Regions from separate parts of the Oryctolagus cuniculus genome. Here region 2 is linked to region 1. Evidence: chromatin contacts called from public Micro-C data. All regions are on one chromosome and are shown on one strand. The core of a region is the stretch at or near the end of the contact, and the rest is flanking DNA. Distances in the headings are between cores, read along the strand shown. Region 1 holds the start of SPATS2L (spermatogenesis associated serine rich 2 like). Region 2 has its middle 23 kb from the start of MAIP1.

Region 1 (6,121 bases), core at 2,722-5,221:
CAGTGTGGGTGACAATACGGATACAGCAGTAGATACCGATTTTAAAATACCTACTTGGAAACACTAGAAAACTGAAGCTAACAGAATTTGTTCATCCTTCATCTTGTTTGTTCACTTAAGACCTTTACTTTTGGATCTCTGTGAGTGAGATCCCAGCAGAAAGTATGGGCCATCAAAGAAGGAGGTACCTTTCTCTGAAGGGAGGAGACAGCTTCCACTTTGACTATGGCCTTGTCTAAATAAGGTCGGAGTTGGTGAACTCAAGAGGTTTCCATAGCCTTGGTAGCTCAGGACAAGAGCCTTGGGTGATTACTGACGTCATAAATAAGAGTGTCAATTGTTCAATCAACAACGGGAGTCACTGTGCACCTACTCCCCATGTAGGATCTCTATCCTTAATGTGTTGTACTATGCAAATTAACAGTAAAACTCCTACTCAAACAGTACTTTGTGTTTCTGTGGGGGGTGCAAACTGTTGAAATCTTTACTTAGTATATACTAAATTGATCTGTATATAAAGATAATTGGAAATGAATCTTGATGTGAATGGGATGGGAGAGGGAGTGGGAGATGGGATGGTTGTGGGTGGGAGGGAGGTTATAGGGGGGAAAAGCCGCTATAATCCCAAAGTTGTATTTTGGAAATTTATATTTATTAAATAAAGTTTTTTTAAAAAAAGATCTTTACTTTCAAAAATAGTGAAATGAGGGGCTGGCTCTGTAGTGTAGTGAGTGAAGCTGCCTCCTGCAGTGCCGGCATCCCATATGGGCACCAGCTCGAGACCTGGCTGCTCCACTTCCGATCCAGCACTCTGCTATGGCCTGGGAAAGTAGTGGAAGATGGCCCAAGCCCTTGGGCCCCTGTACCCATGTGGGAGACCTAGAAGAAGTTCCTGGCTCCTGGCTTTGGATCTGTGCAGCTCTGGCCATTGCAGCCATCTAGGGAGTGAGCCACAGGATGGAAGACTCCCTCTCTGTGTCTCTACCTCTGCCTCTCCATAACTCTGACTTTCAAATAAATGAATACACCTTAAAGAAATTAGTGAGATGAGATTCCTGGATTATACCATTGGTCCTCTGGACATGTGGGTCTGAATTCACATTCAACCAACTGTGTTACTGAAAAAATTGGGGGGAAAATGGTGTCTGCACTAAACATGTATAAACCTTTCCCCCTTTGCATTATTCCCTAGACAAGACAGTGTACTACTATTTATATAGTATCTACATCGCTAGTTATCATAAGTAATCTAGCGATGAATTGAAGTACATGGAAGACAGCATAGTTTCTATGCACACACTACTACACCATTTTATATAAGAGAGTGGAACAGCTGAGGATTTTGGTCTTTGGGGGGTCAGAATGGGAGTCTGGGAACCCATCCTTTGCAGATACTGAAAGATCACAGAGAATCATTTTGATTGAGTAATGCTAGATACAGAATCTGTCCAATAGAAGTGAGATACTCAGCAGACTCATAGAATGGCAGATGTCCTAAATAGCACTCTGGCCTCAGAATCAGCCCTAAAGGCATTCGGATCTGGCTGAAAAGCCCATAAAAGTATTTCAGGCATGGAAAGCCAAGACACTCTGGCAAAAGATCTCTGTGAGTGAGATCTCAGTGGAAAGAACAGGTCTTCAAAGAAGGAGGTACCTTTCTCTGAAGGGAGGAGAGAACCTCCACTTTGACTATGACCTTGTCTAAACAAGATAAGAATCGGAGAACTCAGAGGGCTTCCATAGCCTTGGAAACTCATGACTGGAGCATAGGGAGATTACTGATGCCATAGACAGGAGTGTCAATTGGTAAAGTCAACAACAGGAGTCACTGTGCACTTACTCCTCATGTAGGATCTCTGTCCTTAATGTGCTGTGCATTGAGATTTAATGCTATAACGAGTACTCAAACAATATATTTCACTTTGTGTTTCTATGGGGGTGCAAACTGTTGAAATCTTTACTTAATGCATACTAAACTGATCCTCTGTAAAAAAAAAAAAAAAAAAAGAAAAGAAATTATCAACTCCCAACTTGACTCTCACTGGGATTAAACATGACAATAGGTCTGATCTGATTTCATCATCATTTAAAAAAAATCATCTATTATTTTTCACTTTATGTTTCTGTGTGGGAGCAAACTGTTGAAATCCTTACTTAATATATACTAAGCTGATCTTCTGTATATTAAGATAATCGAAAATGAATCTTGATGTGAATGGAAGGGGAGAGGGAGTGGGAAAGGGGAGGGTTGTGGGTGGGAGGGACGGTATGGGGGGGAAGCCATTGTAATCCATAAATCGTACTTTGGAAATTTATATTCATTAAATAAAAGTTAAAAAAAAGAATCTGTCCAATAATGTAACTTTTGAAACAAAATTTCAATATACGATGAAAAATCCATCATCTCTCTTTCTCATATTCTGTTTTTCTTGGATTTTTAATATCCTCATTCAATAATAGGAATGTAAATCAAATGTTTTTTTAAAATCATCTATACTGGCTGGTGCAGGGGCTCAATTGGCTAATCCTCCGCCTGTGGCGCTGGCACCCCGGGTTCTAGTCCCGGTTGGGGCACCGGATTCTGTCCTGGTTGCTCCTCTTCCAGTCCAGCTCTCTGCTGTGACCCGAGAAGGCAGTGGAGGATGGCCCAAGTGCTTGGGCCCTGCACCTGCATGGGAGACCAGGAAGAAGGACCTGGCTCCTGGCTTCGGATCGGCGCAGCGTGCCGGCCATAGCAGCCATTTGGGGGGTGAACCAACGGAAAAGGAAGACCTTTCTCTCTGTCTCTCTCTCTCACTGCCTAACTCTGCCTGTCAAAAAAAAAATCACCTATATCTAATTCAACAAAATACTTTTAGCTATGTGATGTGCAAGAAGCTTTCACTCATGTTTCCATTTTAAACTCTTTCCCAGAAACAAAAAATTTCCATATTTTCCTGAGTAAATTTATTTAAACAGCCAAAGGGTTAGGATTATTTGAAACGCATTCTCTATAAAACCTTTAAGAGTCTGATTTCTTTTGCTGTGTGTCTTAGCTAACGATTGAGCCAAGTAATTGTATTCTTCGGAGTTATGTTGCACTTACTTTTTAATGGGCTGGGCCTCCATTCCCAGTGGTAGTCTAGTTGGGGGAATAGTGGCTGCCACCACGTTCCACTGCTCCACCTGTTTTTTTTCCCATCCACTCAGTGCTTTTACACCTTCACTCCCAGTACACACGGCAGTTCCTCTCAAAGCTACTACCCGCCCACTGGCAAACAGCCCTCAAGTACACCCTGGATGAGCTTTCGAAAACCCTTTTTTTCCTCCGGTTATGCTCAGTTCTTGGAAGTATTTTTTGTTCCAAACCCCAGTACTTTCTGAAGACAGCTCCGAATAGGCTTACTTTGTTTACATTTCTTGATGAGTTAGATTTGGAGCTCTGGGAGGATTAAGAAGTGGCAGAAGGAAGGAGTGAAGAGTGAATTCAATGTTATCTCCAGTACTTCCCAGGAAAGTAATATTTCATTATTCATTTTAGAAATCTAATTATGGAGATGGAGGAACTCCTCCCTCCCTCAAACTTAAATGAATTATTTTGTCCAAGGATCTCAAAAGTGCATCTGATTGTTACAAGTCACCTCTTCTACCTAAATTTAACAAACAGGATGATGTTTGTCCTTCCTGTGTAGTTTGGCTTCCAGAACCTAGTATTCCCACCTGTACCACAGGTGGTGCAGACCTACAGGTTCAAATTCTTCCTCCATCAATTACTAAGCCAAAAATGTAGGTAAAGTTTTTAGTTTCTCTGTGCCTCAAAGGACAAAAACAAAACAAAACAAAAACAAACAAACAAAAAAACTAACTGATGGGGTTGCTTGAAGAATTAAATGAGCTAATACTTACTAAGCACTTGCAAATATTTGTTAGCTAAATTACAAGATCCACACATCAAACCAGTGTGACTATGAAGTAGCAATCGCAGCTTGTCACACGGGAAAATGAGTTCCTTTCCTGCAGGCTCCTCTTGCTCTCAACGGTTGTACTTCATCAGCAGGGGCACGCTCTGTGAGAAGATCTGAACTCTACCCCCAACGGTGTATTTTATTTCAAATTGTGAATTTCTGAACATTGCACAATACACGATTCTGCTGTATACCCGGAAGCCCGTTAGAGCCTGCAGCTGGAGAGGCATAACCAGCTCAAGTCCGTTGTTTGTAGTGGACTTCGACGTCCACAGAAGCTGCTGAGCAACAGTTACTGGTGTTGAGAAAAAAGGAGGTAAGAAGTCACCCTCCAAAAATAAACAAACAAACGGCACTGGCACTGGAGCGCAGCCTGCATTTCACTCTGCCGCCTCTGGAAGAGGCGCGGTACCTAAAGTGCTTCCATCATGAATAACGATTGAGAAACTGCCTCACTCGGCCGAGGACCGCGCTCCCGGGCAGAACCCCCGGGGCTGATGCCATCGCTTCCAGCTGTCACTCGGCTGTCGCACGCGTGCAGAGCCCAGCGCGAGGACCAGCGGCCAGGACACCCCGGCTCGGCCGGCGTTCCAAGGTCAGACCCGAGAGTCCCAGCACTTCCTCCGAGCCTGATGGCTGAGCACATCTCCGAAGAAGCTGCCTTTGTTTACATTTTCTTCGAGCTTGGCTCCTCACCAGAAAGCATTACTACCTTCTAGAAGGAGTAGCATCTTGCATTTGTAGACAGCGCCGCGGGGAGCAAAGTTCATTTTCCCGGGTAGGGGAGGATGATTTCTCTTGCAACACGTGCGGGCTGCGACCAAATCTTTGAATACCAGGGGGCGTCTCCCGAAGGTGGAGGTTTGGGGAAAGGCGAGGAGGGCTGCTGCGGGGCAAGCAAAGTGCGGAAGCTGTGTGGGGATTCTTCTAGAAAGTGGGGTGGGAAAGCAGCTAGGGAGGGCGTGTGGAGGGAAGGGATCTGTGTCGGAACGTGCGTGCGAGCGGATACAAAACCCCAGAGAGGCGTGAGCAGCGCCGCGTGTGCGAGCCGAGCGAGGGGCGCCGGCCGGGGTGTGTGCGCCTGGTGAGTGACACCGAGGGGCGGGCTGGCCGGCGGGCCGGCGGGCGGGGGCAGCCGGCGAGGGGCGGGAGCGGCCCTACCGGAGCCGGCCGAGCCGGAGTTGTGTCAGTGAAGGAATCCAGTCCGGGGCCGAGCCGGCTGCGCCCTCCGCCGCGAGCGCCGGCAGCGCGGGGCGAGCTCGGGACGGCGCGCGGCCCAGGCAGCGGCTCCGCTTGGCCCGCCCTCCGCGCCGCAGGGGCCGCCACCGCCGCGTCGCCTCCCCCGCCCCCCATCCCACGGGCGACCGCGCCCCCGGTCCTCGGCCCCGACCCGCGACGGAGCGGCCGGCGCCCGCCACTGAGGTAAGCCCGGGACCCCAGGCCGCCGCCGCCCGAGACCCCCCCCCCCCCTCACCCGGCAGCCCGGGCCGACACGCGGGACGCGAACGGGCGGGCGGGCGGACGCGGCGGGGCCTGCGCGGCGGCGGGGCTGGAGGCTCGGCTCGGCCCGGGCCGAGCGTTCCGCAGCCGGGGCCGCCCAGCCCCCGCCGCCTCCCGGGGCGCTGGGTGTGGCCCGCGCTCGGCGACGCCGCGGGCTGGCGGCGCGGACCGGACGCGGAGGTCGCCGCGCTGCTTTCCGTGGCTGGCGCGGGCGAGCGGGAGGAGGCACTGACCCCGGCGCACCCTCGCGCGCCCGGGGCGAGCGTGCCGCGCTCCGACGTGGACCCGCCCGCCCCGGATCTGAATCGCCCACGGCCGCGGTCCCTCGCCTGCCCCTTCTCCCGCGCGGGCGCCCCCTTCCAGTCCCGAGCGGGAGTGAGACCCACCCCCGCCCGGCGCCTTCTCGCTCCCAGCCGCCGAGCTTGCCCGCATCTGCGGGACCATCCCGGCCAAGAGCGGGCGCCGCGGGTCTCCTCGCTGTCCGCCCCCCGCGCGTAGTCTGGTCCCCACGCGTTCGCATCCCCGCCGCCGGGGCAGGCGGGGGTGACAAGGGTAGCCGCCGAGCGCCCTGGCTGGGCGATGGAGCGGGAGCAGGCGGGCGGCCGCAGGCGGCGGGCCGGAGCCGCAGACCAGGGGTGTTTTCCTGCGCGCGGACGGGGTCCTTCGCGCTCCCCTAT
Region 2 (5,708 bases), core at 957-3,456, 340 kb before region 1:
ATTGTTTTCTAACACTGACAATTAAATGAGTTTGGAGAAGAGCATGAGTCTTTTGACCAGCAGGGGGCAGCCTTTGCAAACATAACTGAGTGGGTGCTCAGGGTAACTGGCAGTGCCCCACCAAAAATTGGGTACCTTCAGAAAGTTTGCTTAGAAAATGGATTCTAAATCTGTGGGCCACAAATCTCCGTGGATAGAATTCTGTGGACTTGGATGGAGAAAATAATGTGCTCGTTTTCACTACCTCCCACTGAAATGTTGTGTTTTCTTCAACTATGAATACAGACAACAAAAAGCAGGTATTTGCAGATCCCAGTACACTGGCTGTAGGAATCTAGACATATCATTCACATCCTTCACTAATTGGAAATTACAGTAACTGGGGGGCCGTCGCCGTGGCTGACATAGTTAATCCTCCACCTGCGGCACTGACATCCCATATGGGCGCCGGGTTCTAGTCCCGGTTGCTCCTCTTCCAGTCCAGCTCTCTGCTGTGGCCCCGGAGGGTAGTGGAAGATGGCCCAAGTGCTTGGGTCCTTGCACCCGCATGGGAGACCAGGAGGAAGCACCTGGTTCCTGGCTTCGGATCGGCGTAGCTCCGGCTATAGCGGCCATTTGGGGGGTGAACCAACGGAAGGAAGACCTTTCTCTCTGTCTCTCTCACTATCTATCTGTCAAATAAAAAAAAAAAAGAAAGAAAGAATTTACAGTAGCTGAGACAGGCATCTGGTGTACTGCTTAAGATGTGTCCCACATCCAAGGATGTGGGTTCAGCTCTTGGATCTGGCTCCTAACTTCAGCTTTTGGCTAATGAAAACCCTAGGAGGATAGTGATGGCCCAAGTGATTGGGTTTGTGCTACCCACATGGGAGTCCTGGATTGAGTTTCTGGCTCCAGGCTTAGGCCTGACCCATCCTGGTCATTGTAGGCATTTGGGGAATGAACCAGTAGATGGGAGCTCTCTCTCTGTCCCTCTGTGCTCAAATAACTTTTTTAAAAATTACATTATAATGGGGCTGGGCCATGGTGCAATAGGTTAATCCTCTGCCTGCAGCACCAGCATCCCATATGGGCACTGGTTCTAGTCCCGGCTGCCCCTCTTCCAATCCAGCTCTGTGCTATGGCCTGGGAAAGCAGTAGAAGATGGCCCGAGTGCTTGGGCCCCTGCACCCGCATGGGAGTCCTGGCTTCGGATCGGTGCAGCTCCGGCCATTGCAGCCATTTGGGGAGTGAACCAACAGAAGGAAGACCTCTCTCTCTGTTTCTCCTTCTTACTATCTATAACTCTACCTCTCAAATAAATAAATCTTTAAAAAAAATTACACTATAAGACCGGTGACAGGATCTTGTTATTTAAAATGTTCATAAGGAAGTATATAGAAAGACATACCAAATTTTTTTGTTGTTGATATCATTGGTTTTCTTTGTAATTTCCATATTTTATTTGACAAGTTATTCTGGGAAGGAGCCTATGTCCCTCACCAGATTGTCAAAAGGGTTCACAACACCAAAAAAGCATTTAGAACATCTGGCAGAAGGGCTGCCAGGATGGTCTCTGGACAGAAGCAGCGAGCAGTAAAGGGAGTCTTTGTGCTCAGTGATTTTAGTCACGGCTTAGCTCTTGGCCCTTCCTCCTTTTCTGGTGATGTGAATGTGAACATGTGCCACTCTTATATAAAAACCATTAGCCACAATGCTTGAGTATACACAGTCTACATCAGGACGAAATTTGGTGCATTCACAACTGTGTTGCCTGACTACATTTCAGAGCCTCCAGCACGCCTGGCGTCGGGCCTTGGGAAAGAGGAGGCCTTGCTTTTCCAGCTGCTTTCGCCTTTCTGTTATGCTTGATTCATTTCCAGGGCTCAGGAATTTTCTGAAATCAGAGGAGTTTGGCTCCACGCTCAGCAACGAGGTTTGCTCACTTTTCAGCAAGAAGGCCTCAGCAGTGCCGGAGTGCTGCCTCCACGTCCAATCTCCTGCCATCCCTGCAAGAACAGTTGTGAAATACAGAAGGAGGGGAAGAAGTGGGCACTAAGCATAGCTCCTTTCCCTTAGCTTTGCCCCAGGGGAGTGAGGCCACCCTGGGGTGACAAGGACAGACTGGGGTGTCTAGTTTTGCTCACTCACCCTGCCGGCTTATCCCAGGCCTTGGCATCTGAGCACAGAGGAGCCCAGCAAGCTCAGATTGTCACCATAGCACTTCTTTCTCTTCCCTATTTGGAACCTCCTCCCTTCTCTGCTGTGTCATTGTGCTACCCTCCCCCGTGACTCCTCAGGCCTACCCTTCCATTCCTCACTCAAATCTTTTTCTTCCATTCTCTAGAAGAACAACACTGACCCTTGCAGCAGCAATAATTTAAAAAAAAATAGCCTCTGTATTTAAGACATGTAATGTGCATGTCCTGTGTGAGGCACTCTCACTGTACCTTCTTATTTAACACCCTTAACCAGCTATTGTGGGTTGATAATGTCCACACACCTACTTGGATCCTCAAACTTTGACTTGATTTGGGCCTTTGCAGAAGTAGTTACTTAAGGATTAAGAAGAGATCATCCCGGAATAGGGTGGCCCTCAAGGCAATGACTGATGTCCTTTTAAGAAGATGAGAGGGCCAGGAAGTGCAGAGATAGCCAGAGACTGGTGTGATGCTGCCCTAAGCCAAAGAATGCCTGGTGCCACCAGAGCCAGGGGCGGGCTAGGAAGGCTGCTTCCTGGGAGCCTTCTGAAGGAACATGGCACCAAGGGTACCTCAATTTTGGACTTCCATCCCCCAGGACTAGGAGAAAACCTGTTCCTGTTGCTTTAATGCACCGAGTCTGTGGTACTTTGTCACAACATCTTAGAACATTACCAGCATGGCCAATGAGATGGGTGTTTTGTCATCCCCACTTGTCAGATGAAGAAATCCAGGCAAAAAAGCCAAGTAGCTACAAAGATTTGCACTGCGGGGAGAGGACCTGAGACTGAACCCTGACCTAAATGACCCCAGTGCTTTCCAATCTTCATAGTGTTGGTTTTAATTAATTGTTATCCTTTGCTTGTTGATTGATCCATATTCAACTTGCAGGGGGCCATTAGACACCAACTGTGGTAGCTGGGCTGCAAAGAGGAGTGGAGAGTCTCAGAGGCCTCCTGGCTGGTCTGGAGGAGGCTGGCCCAGGAGCGACTCCGCCTCCTCTCTGCTCAGCTCCTCCTGGGCCCGGATGTAGGAAGTCTGCACTGCAGGATCAGTGCCTGGAAAGCTTGGGTCTTCTCCTTTAGCTTTTGTTCCTACCCAAACTAGTGTAGGGGATTCTACAGGTGTTCAAATGAGGGATTAAAGTCTTTCTCTGAGGCAGACCTCTTATCATTACAGTAAGGGCTCTACTTCCCAGTGGATTACATTAGGAACATTTTTATAAGGCCAAAGTGGCAATCTAAAAGTGCTGGCTGAAGTCATCCACTGGAGGAGAACATAGAGGATTTACTTTTGGCCAGATGAACATTTTTTAAATGGGACATTTCTAAGGAAATGGGAGTCTATTCTTACAAAATAAACCAATCCATTTGTGTAGCTCTTACAGATACTGCCCTATTCCATATGCCCTCCCTTCAGTGTGATGTGTTAGTCCCATGGACATTAAACATCTGTGGACCTCAGAGAGCAGCAGCATGGTGCACGGCTGACCTGTGACTTGCCACAGTGAAACTGTCAGGAATTTAAGGATGCCACGGCACTTGGCTGAGTGGCAGGCAGTTTATCAATGTCCCTCTCCTTGTCTTGTCAAGAGTTACAAGAGTTATTATTTAAAAAATAAGATTTCCAAGACAAGATCAATTTTAGTCTTGGCAGTCCTGATACTGTCACTTTAGGTAAAAGTCATCACAAGTTCAAATCCCAGCTCAGTTCATAGCAGGTGGGTATCCTCAGGCAAGTTTTTGAGGTCCCCTGAACTCTGAAATTGTCTCCTGTGACGATGATAACCCATCTCAAGGGATTATGGTAGACTGAAAATTTTAAAGTTAAGCAGGAAATAAAAATAGAAAAAAGCATACAGCAAAAATATGCAAGTAAGTCCCTCCCCAAGTTAATACCCAGGGTTATAGTCAGAAGTAGATATGGCCAGAGAGCTACTTGCCAAAAGCAGGAAATAGATTTTCCAAAGTGAATTAAAAAAAAATCTGTTGATCCTCTTCCTTTTATTTCCCATCTAATTCCTTGCAGGAGAATAAATGGAGAGAAATAAAAGCTTATGTTGAGTCGGCAATTTTTGTGTTCTTGCACAAGTCTGTTTTATTGTCAATCTTATGAGGTCAATGGGCCTATAAATATGTAGGGGGAGCCTTTATTTCTAGTCCTGTTTGAGCCGGGGCACTTTTGTGTTAGAGTCTAGTGTTGTGCAGAGCAACCTCCAATGCTGGCTGGGCCAAGCTTCACTTGACACACAGAGGGAAAGGCCAGAGCACTTCACAGCCTCTTCAGCTTTTATTTTCCTCATCTGTAAAGCAGGGACGACAATCCTTTCCTTATAGAGTGTCCGAGAATCTAAGGGTGTAGCATGGTGCCTGGTGCATAAGTCCCAAATTAATGTTTGAGAGACAGCAAAACTTCTCCTGGGTTCATATCCTGGCTTGATGCTTACTATTTTGCAGCCATAATGGCCTTGCTCCTCCTAGGTTTGTTGCAAAGATTAAATTACTTAATATATGTAATGCAATTAATGTAAGTGCTATGAAAGAATGAATTCTTATTATTATTATTTAAAAACAGATGATATGTTTTCTATGATTTTTTCCTGGTTACTTGGAGGCATAGCTGAAAATAGGGCAAAACATTTTGGCTTCTGTGTGCACGCTCTACCAAACCAATGTAGTTCCACGTAGGCACAAGTTTATTTCTAACGTCTTTAAGGCCACTTCTGAGCCCTGTAATTAGGATAAATCGAGCTGTTTTTTTCATCCAGGTGAATCAGTAGAGCTGATTGGGAGGCTCACCACAAGCTTCACCAAGTCCGAGGTGATAGAAGCTCAACCATGTGTCACCAGTAGGGGGCGCAAAAGGGGTGATAGTGTTGGAAGGAAGACGGAGAGCTGGTCGCTTCCTGCTCCTGTTGCCCTACAATGGCCCTTCACACCAGCGGCCGCACTTGATTCCAGTCTGCAGCTTTCCCAGATTTTGCATTCCCTAATCAGAGATCTGAACCTGCCTTCTGAGATCTTAGGGCATCAGCACCAGACAACTGCTTTCCAAGCTTCTCAGATTTAATAATCCCAACCTTTCCTCAGCCCAGCGGTGGCTCTGCCCTGCGGTTCGGACTTGTGTGATACTTCAGTGTCACCATTGTTGCCTTCTGTAATATCTAGTGAATTTTTTTGTTGTTAAATTGCTATTGGTGAAATAGTTTATTTCTTTACTGGGACTCATGATGATCAAAGATGCATATACACTTATAAAATGAAAAGTAATGCACAAACAGAGGCAAACCGAAAGTCCTTAATATCCTTCTTATGATCATGTACATAATGTCTCCTTTGGTTGTCTGTCACTTGGTTACTCCACACACTCAGTGAAACCAGTTATCAGCAAGAGCCTGTCCCTTACAGTCACATACATACATGTATACACTCATATTGCAGAGTGTGGTTACATAATGAAAATGCAATAAAGTAACTTAAAATACGTGAAACCGTGCATTAGCATTTTAAAGTCATCGTCTTTTCTAAG

What was found. A called contact is a pair of places that touch in the nucleus more often than the background predicts.
Region 2: a Micro-C map of ear pinna shows a contact between it and region 1, with 5 times the contacts expected there. The contact joins the enhancer-like site here to the promoter of SPATS2L in region 1. A contact is called at or near these places in 2 of 6 Hi-C or Micro-C datasets (ear pinna and an unstated tissue).

What each region holds. Positions count from the first base shown.
Region 1 is chr3:39,819,709-39,825,829 of mOryCun1.1, reverse strand. SPATS2L (spermatogenesis associated serine rich 2 like) reads left to right here and starts at 3,971. Exons shown (of 12, transcript XM_070070428.1): 1 at 3,971-4,539.
Region 2 is chr3:40,154,594-40,160,301 of mOryCun1.1, reverse strand. No RefSeq gene overlaps it. Among named protein-coding and RNA genes, the nearest start is that of MAIP1, 23 kb to the left of the region's middle. Within about 2 kb of position 2,206, at least 2 of the 8 cell types and tissues checked have an H3K27ac peak or open chromatin away from gene starts, as enhancers often do. A contact at or near this core is called in ear pinna, where this site is marked.